Regions from separate parts of the Oryctolagus cuniculus genome. Here region 2 is linked to region 1. Evidence: chromatin contacts called from public Hi-C data. All regions are on one chromosome and are shown on one strand. Each heading gives the region's core, a stretch centred on a gene start, on an enhancer-like site or on the middle of the called end of the contact. The rest is flanking DNA. Distances are from core to core; before and after follow the strand shown.

Region 1 (4,448 bases), core at 1,642-4,141:
CTGGTATACACATGGTGCACAGCTAGTGTTTGTCGAATGAATTAATGTGAATTCTTCAAGCCATCAAAGAGAACTTTCTAAATGCTAATGGGCTTACAACACTTTGATGTCTCCCAATTACCCATAGTAGCAGTTCCCAAACTTGTTCAGAAAGCAGAGTACTTAGAGATCATGGTGCTCTTGGCAGAATATGATAGATTTATATATTATGCCACAAATTAATTTATTGTTAATCAGATTTTGTGTGAATAATATCTAACATCAAAGATTTAAGAAAAATGTAAATCAGCAAATTCACTCATACATTTACATTTTTTTCTTAAAAATTGGGAATCTTAGATTACCATGCAGAAGATCAAAGTTTTATGAATTGCTTTTTTTTTTTTACCAAAATGTTAGATTTCTCAAGATAATGCTCAAAAGAAAAATATAATCTTCCCTGGTTTTACATAGTGGTTGCATTCCTAGAAATTTAAGTATTTATTAAAACCATGCCAAAAATACTTTGTATGTTTATATTTAAGTGGAGTTTACTAAAGCTTGGATAATGATAAACAGGTTTCTTAAATATATAACAATCTGATCGGGTATTGGAAAATCATGTAGGACTCAGGGGAATTTGCTGAGCAGAAATGATCTATGTGTTACAGACGGTCCAGCACTGATGCCCCAACAAATTTCCTAAACATGTCATAGGTGCTACCTGGTTTGAACTAAGCTACTTGACCGTGAGCTCCTGGAAGGCACTTAGAGGTCTTGTATTCACCTTGAGAGCTGAGCTCCATTCCAGTGTCTGGAGCATCATGAATGCTCAATTTATTGGCAGGACAAATAAAATGAATTAGTGAGTTCATGAACAGGAGACTTTGGAGATCACTAGTCTAATCTGGAACTAGCAAACGACTTACCCAAGATCATAGAAATAGCGGCAGAGCCAGTTCTACAGCCTAGGCTTCTGATCTTCTAATACAACACTACTTCACTGTAGCAGGGATCTTCAGATTGGAGTAAAACATTCATGGGGCACCATTAATGTTCCAAGAGGGTACTGGGGCATTGCTAGTTTTAAGGAAAACAATTACTACATTATCAGCCTCCACCTGCGCTCTTTCCTACAATTGACCCCTCTGAGAAAATTTCATTCCAATTCTTCCAGTGCTCCTTTTTACAATAACTCTTCTCCCATTGTAGAAAAGAAAGGAAACCTCAAACCCTGATGATGGTCCATGGTGCTTGACTAGAGGGATATAAAATTAAAGGCAGTAAAATGGACCATCTTAAATATGGGGTCAGCACAGCCTCTTCCAAGCAGAGCACCTCTTATGGCCTTCTGTCCACTCAGAGCCAGAGTCAGACATACCCACAATGCCTCACAGGACTCAGGGCAAGAATGCCAATATGGGCCAAAATATCTTATGTCTAAATCAAGTTGACAAATGGCTCAAGAAGATATGTTCTGTCCTCCCACTTTGACAACCGTACCTCCCAAACCTCACTTCAATAGCTGGGTTTGATTTTAGAATTCTAGGGCTCTTCGGTTTCTCTGCCTAAAACATGGCAGTGCAGGAGCAGCCCATTCCCTGCCCAGCCCCCTGGTCCTTCTCACAATTGAGGGGACTCATGTGTAGGTCTGTAGACAACTCAGCCCAGTGTCCAAGCTCCATCCACACACCCTTCAGGCACCCTCAGACCTATGGATGAGCTTGTCCAAGACACAATCCTCCCTTGAGATGGCCAGAGAGGAGGAATGCTCAGGCACTGCCAATTAATGTCTAGAAGGGGATCAGGTTTTGGGGATCAGCAGCCCCCTGGTCCCCTGATGTTTCCTTGTGGTGTGAGATACTGGCAGGGGACAGCCACAGCAGCCCCCTAATGCATGGGACCCCGAGTAGTGGTCCCTCTTGCCCAGATCTGAGGGTCATATTGGTTCTAACTGTAACATACAATCTGGCACCCTGTGAACTCCTTACTCTCATTTCTAACGTTCTCTCCCTCAGCTCCATCTACCTGGCACCCTCCTGCCGTCAAACCATTCTCTGCTCAGAAAGCCCTTTCCCAGATATCTTCATGGTTCCTTTCTCTCAACCTTCAGGCTTTTCTTAAACGTCCCCTCCTTGGGAAGGTCTTCCCTCACAATATTCAAATTGAAGACTGAGCCAGCTCTGTGGCACAGCAGGTTAACGCCTTAGCATATGGGCACCAGTTCGAGACCCAGCTGCTCCACTTCAGACCCAGCTCTCTGCTATGGCCTGGGAAAGCAGTGGAGGATGGCCCAAGTCCTTGGGCCCCTGCACCCGCATGGGAGACCTGGAAGAAGCTCCTGGCTCCTGGCTTCGGATCGGTGCAGCTCCGGCCGTTGTGGCCAATTGGGGAGTGAACCATTGGATGGAAGACCTCTCTCTCTCTCTCTCTCTGCCTCTCCTCTCTTTGTGTAACTCTGACTTTCAAATAAATAAATCTTTTTTAAAAATAAAAATAAAATAAATTGCAAAACAGAAGTTGGGAGCTTGGATCTCAATCCAGGACTCCTATCTGATCACTTGAGCCACTGCTGCTGTCCTCCAGGGTCTACATTGCTCCAATGTGGATGCTGGCATCTTAACCACCAGCCTAAATATGTACTCCTTGTTCATTCATTTGTTGTTTGTGAGTCCTCCACTAGGGCAAGGATTTTTATCTATATTGTTCATCCCAGTGCCTAAAATATTACCCAGTTCATAGCCAATGTCTTAAAAATAAAAATTGACTGATAAAAAAATGATGGCAAGTCTTTCCCTGTCTTCCCCATACAGGAAACTGAGGCACTGGAGCAGGTCCTTCTGGCCCATACTGGGAACTCCCTGAACTCAGATGTAATGTAGATAGTGTTGACATGAGCAGGCAGATAGGATTAATTAGATTCATGAGCTGGAAAACCACACCCCTTCCTGCCGCCTGTGTGATCTCATGCACCTAACTGTTGATTAAATTACATAATCACTCCCCTTTGGAAGTGATTAAAAGATGTGGATCACGCTGGGTCAGCCCCCTTGTTGTCCCATGCCTTCTGGCACATGGCCTCCTGGCCCCACCTCTCTCTCCTTTCTGTCCACCCACTATGCTACCAGTGCCTACTCCTAACCCACGCTTCGCTCCACTTGGCTCCCAGCCTGCTCTCTGCCTGGTATGGACCCAGCTTATACTTTTACACTTCTTTCTCCCTTAAATAAAGCCCTCACCTTCCTTCGCACCTTCTCTCACTAAAAAAATACTAAAACTTACCTTCTTGCCTGTTTTATTTGAGCTGATATTCAGAATTTTTATCTAAACAGATAGCAAGGACCCTTAAGATATTAATATTAAAATAATTAATAACAACAGTGTGGGGACAATGATGTCAACATCCTTCTCACTTTTCACCACCTGAAATTGTCAAAGAATGCATCACTCCTGGGCGAGAGTCCCTTGAGACTGAAGCAGAGAACAGACTGAAGGGGCAGCCACAGGGGAACTGGGTGGCAGCTCTCCATGACTCTCTTTGGCTCTCTTGTAGAACTGTGAGAATTACTTATCAGTAAGGGATACTCAAGGAAATAGAACAGCAATATATGTCAAAGAAAAGGAATTCAGCTATTGGAAGAGCCTGTATTTTAAAAAGTTTCTGCTATCTAGCTTTTATTCAATATATTAAATCAAACCATTTTCTTCAAAATTATCAAAATGTTCATTCTACTGGCAATGATACACTTTAGAAGGCTATAAATTACTAAAGAAAATGTTTAGATGATGATCTAAAAATGTGCAAGGGTCTACATAGCTTTTCAGATTCTCGAAGGGGTATGTAAGCAACAAGAAATAAAGATCATTGTACTCTACCAGTTTTCATGGTATACGGCCATGTACCAAATCATGTCAGTGTTTAGAGAGATGGGGAAAAAGCAATCATTTTATTTTTTCCCATCACCCTTTGGGCTAATTAGACTTAAGACAGTTTTCTGCTTGCCTTACTTGAGGTCTCTTATGCAGTTGCAGTCCAATGGCAGTTGTCACTAGAAGCAGGGTCACCCAGCACAAAGTCCTCAAGCTATGACCTGCAGGCCAAATCCGACCTGACATCAGTATTTGCAAATAAAGCTTTACTGGAACATGGCATTTACATGGAACAGTCATTTATGAATTGTCCACGGCTACTTTCACTCTATGAAGGTCACAATTGAATAGTTGTGACAGAGACCATGTGGCCTGCAGAGTCCTTATACAACCTACATTAAAATGCAATAAACATTTGAATTTTCTTCAAGACCATTTGTTCTTTAAGCATGTCAAGCTGTAAGCTTACTCCCAACCCTACAGAGTTAAGAGGGCCCTCGGGCTATTTGTACAGGCCAAGGAATACAGAAGCTGAATGAAGGTCAGGGGAATTCAGTCAATAAGTTTGATCCTTTCCCTCCTTTATAGAAGGCTGGTGC
Region 2 (5,007 bases), core at 1,589-4,088, 620 kb after region 1:
GCAGCAGGTGATGGCACAAGTGGTTGGGTCCCTGCCACCCTCATGGGAAACCTGGATTGGGTCCCAGCGTCAATCAGTGCAGGCATCTGGGAAGTGAATCAGATATTGGGAGATTTCCTTCCCTCTATCTATCTTTCTACCTCTCAAATAAGAAAAGTTTTTAAAAAGGTAAGTGCTTTATTTATAAAACTGAATGGTATAGCATTTTGTGACACAACTATCCTTTAGAAAAACTGCAAAATCATGTAGAAGTATTGCCCCTATACTGCTTTTAGTCTCTAAGTTTACAGAACTCATAAAAAGTATTTATTTATTTATTTGAAACGCAGAGAGACAGAAATAGAGACCTCCCATTTATTGGTTCATTCCCCAGAGGCTTGTGACAACCAGGTCTGAACCTGGACAATGCTAGAAGCATGGAATTGAAACCAGGTCTCCTGTGGGATGACAGGGACTGAACTAACTACTTGAGCTGCCATCACTTGTTGCTTCCCAGGGTATTAGCAGGAAGCTGGAATTAGGAATAGAACAGGGACTCAAAGTCAGGCATTCAATATGGAATATGGGTATCCCAAGAGGTGTCTTAACCACTATGCCAAACACCTGCCCAAATCCCTAGTTCTAGGGGAACTGCAGCAAACAGAGAAACTGAAGGTAACCACACTGATGCACATTACCATTTCAGCAACTGGGGTGGGCTGGCCTGGAATAACTGGGCATTTTAAGAAAGGAGAGAAAAGGCTGGAAGGCAAGCATGCTTCTTGTGAAAACTAAACACCACAAAACAAAAACACAACATGATGTTCCACTGACAAACAGCTCCACGAATGCTACTTCGGACACACTGGACTCTTCTTGTCTCATTACTTTGGTTTCCACCTGTGAGGTTTTCTCCAGAAGCAAAGCCCTTACTCTCAGAGGCCCTACAGCAGTTAAACCTGATGAAGCAATAAAAACTATTTATGAAAATACACCACTCATGAACTGACAAAAGCCAGGACCCAGAGACCAGAGGCCATTATTCAACTGCAGCCCTGGGCTCCACTCAGATCTCAGCCTATGTACCCACACACAGACAGCGTAGCCAGCTCACAGAGGGGTCCACAGTAAACACTGTCCCACCTCTCACATAATGCTATGACACAAACTGTACCAGGAAGAAATCAGGTTCCAAAGAAAATCACTTCCTCCCCAAGCTCCTGCACTCTACCTTGCAGGAGACAGGATGCTTTCCAAGGGCTTTGGTAAAGTCCACCAGGGATTCAAACGTCTTCTGGCTGGTCATTGGGGTTTTAATGACCTGGAGATGCAAAGCAGAGAACTTTGATCAGAGAGTCAGCAAACAGCCTCCAGAGAACAGGTCAAGGACACACTGATGGCAAGGGTCCATGCAGGCAGCAACACAGGGACATGAGGCAAGAGACAGCATTTTCAGACAACAGAGTCCTACAGAATGTACCAAATCAGAGCTTAAAATGCAAGAGAGGAGAGAGTGTTTTACAGGCTCTGTCTGAGGCAGACCTGGGCTCAGCTCCCAGTAGCACTACTTTCTGGCTATGTGACCCTGGACATGTTTCTTGAACTTGAAATGACGCTGACTCACTCTATCCACGTAGAGGAGGTGAGGAGGGAATGCAATCAGATCAGGGGGTAGAGCAGCAGAGCACAGCTCCTGGGAGGTACGGAGCGCTCAGCGAATGCTGGTTTTTGCTACTGTTTTACTGCTATGATTAATTACTGCAGGCTGGTGACTGGACGCCTAGGGGAGAATGATGACTGCCCTTCCAGTTCTCGGCAGGGAACCCACCTTCTCGTGTGAGAGAGGAGGAGCCCCAGAGAGATGGCGGGATCTGCCCGTATCACGGGTCCCTGGGACTCCTAGAGGAGTGCTCCACCCATCCCGCCACCTCCCACGCAGAGGCCCTGGGCCCGACAGCCCTTTGAAATGGGCAAGGCTTAATCCACAGCACAGAGGGCCCACCTGCTCGGCAGCAGGCACAGGGCTTGGCATGGTCTGCTCTCAGGGAAGGCTTCGGCCTTCAATCTGCCAGGAACGAGATCTGGTGAACGACAAGGCCCTGGAAACTATCAACTGAACTGATTTCCAATTTAAATGGCAGTGAGCAGCCTCCACCAGCAGAGCCAACGCAAGCTCAGCTTCTCCACCGGGCGCTTTATGTGATCTTAGGCAAGTGGGGGTTAGGATACGGGACAGACCCTGTGGATGGAGGAGGGCTTCTGGCTCGGTGAGCTGGCGTCTGCAAGGGTGAGAAGAGGGCTGCTACCACTCCAGCCTGGGGTGGCGGTGTTAGGACACTAAAGGGCAGGAGAGAGTGGAACAAGAAACAGGTACCACTGAGCTGGAGAGGAGGAGTGGGCTGAGATGACCCAGCAACCGCCTGGCAGGGACCACGATGAAACAGCAGTGCTGGCACTACCTGGAGCTGGAAAAGAGCGCCAGGAAGAAGCCACTGCTTTAAGAGAGTCAGTGGTAAAGGTTTGCTTACTGGACCAGGAGTGACGCAGGTTCACGCATTCATGCAACAAACAGCATGGTGCTGCAGATTCGGCTTAGAGTCCCCAGAGTCTAGGGGAAAACCCTCGCTTGCTTTCTCTATTTAAATGAGTGCAGTCAGTCCCAGGGAGAGGTGAGGGGCACTCTGTTGGGATGCGGCCCCCGCTGGTGCTCCCGGGCAGCAGCACGCGTGACAGCCCGTTACAGAGCACACACCGGGCACAGAAGAGCATTTCGAGGAAAGAGTTTCTAGACAACAGTAACATTTGCTAAGCGGTAGCTGGGAACCACCCACATTCTACACTTCCAGAGATGCTGGCGGACGTTCTCAGAGGAACACGCTGGAATATAACCTCCTCAGACTTTACGGTAATGCGACACAGTGGCTAAGGAACCAACCAGGCCCGTGCCCTCTAACGTGGACAACTCCATCCTCCACACCAGGGGAAATGCTGCAGCTTCCACCGCCCGGGCCCTGCCCTTCATGGCTCAACTTCTCCAAAGAGGCCAAAGGCAATGGGAGGGAACAAGGTTAGCAGGGCACTCAGATTCCTACTGTAGGATGGGCCAGGTGGCACTTGAGACGGACAGGAAAATACGGCCACCGTTATGACTGATTAAAAAAAAATGCTTCTGCTGGGGGTAGGGGCACAGAACAGGGAGAGAGGCAGGAAAAGGGGCTGGGGGAGAACGCAGGAGGCACACAGACCCCATCCACACTCCCATGAGGCCGGGCTGGTCTCTGGGGTTTGCCTGGCTCCACCCAGCAGCATCCCCCACACTTTGCACGGCAATAACCCCTCACCCTCAGAACAAATGCTATTTTAATAGCGGCTGTGCCTGAGACCCTGTAATTAGCCCACTTAAAGGGCAAGCCGCCACATTTCGGGTACAAATTGTCTACCCTGACTCCGTCTCCCTCCTGTGCAGGTATCCAAGCAGGCAAGCAGAAGCAGCCCAAACAGTAACCCTGGGGGGGCCCTCCTAGGGCCCTAGGAATCCACCCGGGGCTTCGGGGACTCGGGGCTGAGATGGCTGGCAGAGCAAGCAGACATCGCGGCGGGCTGCACTGACCTCCACAAGCTTCATCACGGGCACCGGGTTGAAGAAATGCAGGCCAGCGAAGCGGTCCTGTCTGGTGGTGGCATTGGCTATGCTTGTGATCTGCAGGGAGGAAGTGTTGCTGGCAAAGATCGTTTGTCTGTGAAGAGAACAGCGGGGCGTCACTGCGAGTCTCCTCCTGGGGGTGGCGCTGCACATGGTGCGCATGGCGCCTGCCAACTGCCCACTCTGCTGTCCCAGCCCGCTGAGCACGGGGGAAAGGCACATCTCCAAACAGCAGGCCGAGAGCAAGGGACTTCAGTTTTATTTAAATTTTGAAATTCTAAATGAAGTTACCTGTTCCAAATGAATGCTTAATCTTCACCAATATTTCCTTAATTTTTCAGGATCAAAGTTTCTCCTGTCTAGTTGTATTAGTTGAATTTTATGGTTTGCAAAGAAAAAAGGAGGCAGCTAATTGGTCAAGCTACTTAACCAACCTCAGTCAGAAAATGAAATTCTAAGTGATCAAAGACAAAGAAAAAAAAAGGTACAATGGACCACAGATATCTAAACTCAACACAAAGCTGTAAACAAATACATAAATCCTCAATGAAAAATATCTAATTTTCCTTTATATGGGAATTAAGATGAAAATAGAAAGAAACCAATATGGTCTAAGACATTTTCAGCTTACACAGGCAGATAAGGGATAAGATATACCTACACACATGGTACACGTTCAAGGAATTCTGCTTAAAGAATCTCCTGCATATGATGGTAAACTTGACAATTAAAAACATCCATACTTACTTACACAAAATTTACCTTTTCAAGACAACAATACATGGGGCCAATGTGGCAAAGCAGGTAAAGCTGCCACCTGGCAGTATACCATATGGGTGCTGGTTCATGTCCCAGCCACTCCACATTTGATTCAGCTCCCTGCCTGGGAAAAGCAGTGGAAAATGGCCCATGTGTTTAGGCCCTTGCTACCAACTTGGGAGACCTGGAAGAAGCTCCTGGTTCCTGGTTTCCACCTGGCCCAGCACACTGGGGAGTGAATCAGAGGATCCAAGATTAATTCTCATTCTCTCTCTCTCTTCCCCTCCCTGCCTTCCTCCATCCTTCTATGATTCTGACTTTCAAAATAAATACAAATAAATCTTGAAAAAAAAGAAAAAGAAAGACTACAGTACAGTGGAGCACCTTGATAACCCAATCTTTAAGCCAAGATAGGCAAGATTGTTATGCTTGCCTATGGCGCCACCTTGTGGATAAAAGTACACAAAAACTGCCTGATGGTAATCCCCTACATAGAAGGGCAGGGAAAGGAAGGGTGAGTGGTCCCTTACTGACTACAGTCCCAGGGTTCCTGTGTGCCAAGAGGCAATACTACAGTCTGAATGAAATCAGGCCAGGTGGGAGGAGACAAAGACGGCAGAAGAAAC

The links. A called contact is a pair of places that touch in the nucleus more often than the background predicts.
Region 2: a contact with region 1 is called in a Hi-C map of embryonic fibroblasts, with 2.8 times the contacts expected there. The contact joins two enhancer-like sites. A contact is called at or near these places in 5 of 6 Hi-C or Micro-C datasets (ear pinna, embryonic fibroblasts, psoas muscle and 2 more).

The regions. Positions count from the first base shown.
Region 1 is chr8:56,462,135-56,466,582 of mOryCun1.1, forward strand. No RefSeq gene overlaps it. Among named protein-coding and RNA genes, the nearest start is that of RPL34, 14 kb to the right of the region's middle. Within about 2 kb of position 2,892, at least 1 of the 8 cell types and tissues checked has an H3K27ac peak or open chromatin away from gene starts, as enhancers often do.
Region 2 is chr8:57,086,408-57,091,414 of mOryCun1.1, forward strand. HADH (hydroxyacyl-CoA dehydrogenase) reads right to left here. Exons shown (of 8, transcript XM_002717172.5): 4 at 3,590-3,716; 5 at 1,211-1,300. Among named protein-coding and RNA genes, the nearest start is that of HADH, 39 kb to the right of the region's middle. Within about 2 kb of position 2,839, at least 1 of the 8 cell types and tissues checked has an H3K27ac peak or open chromatin away from gene starts, as enhancers often do.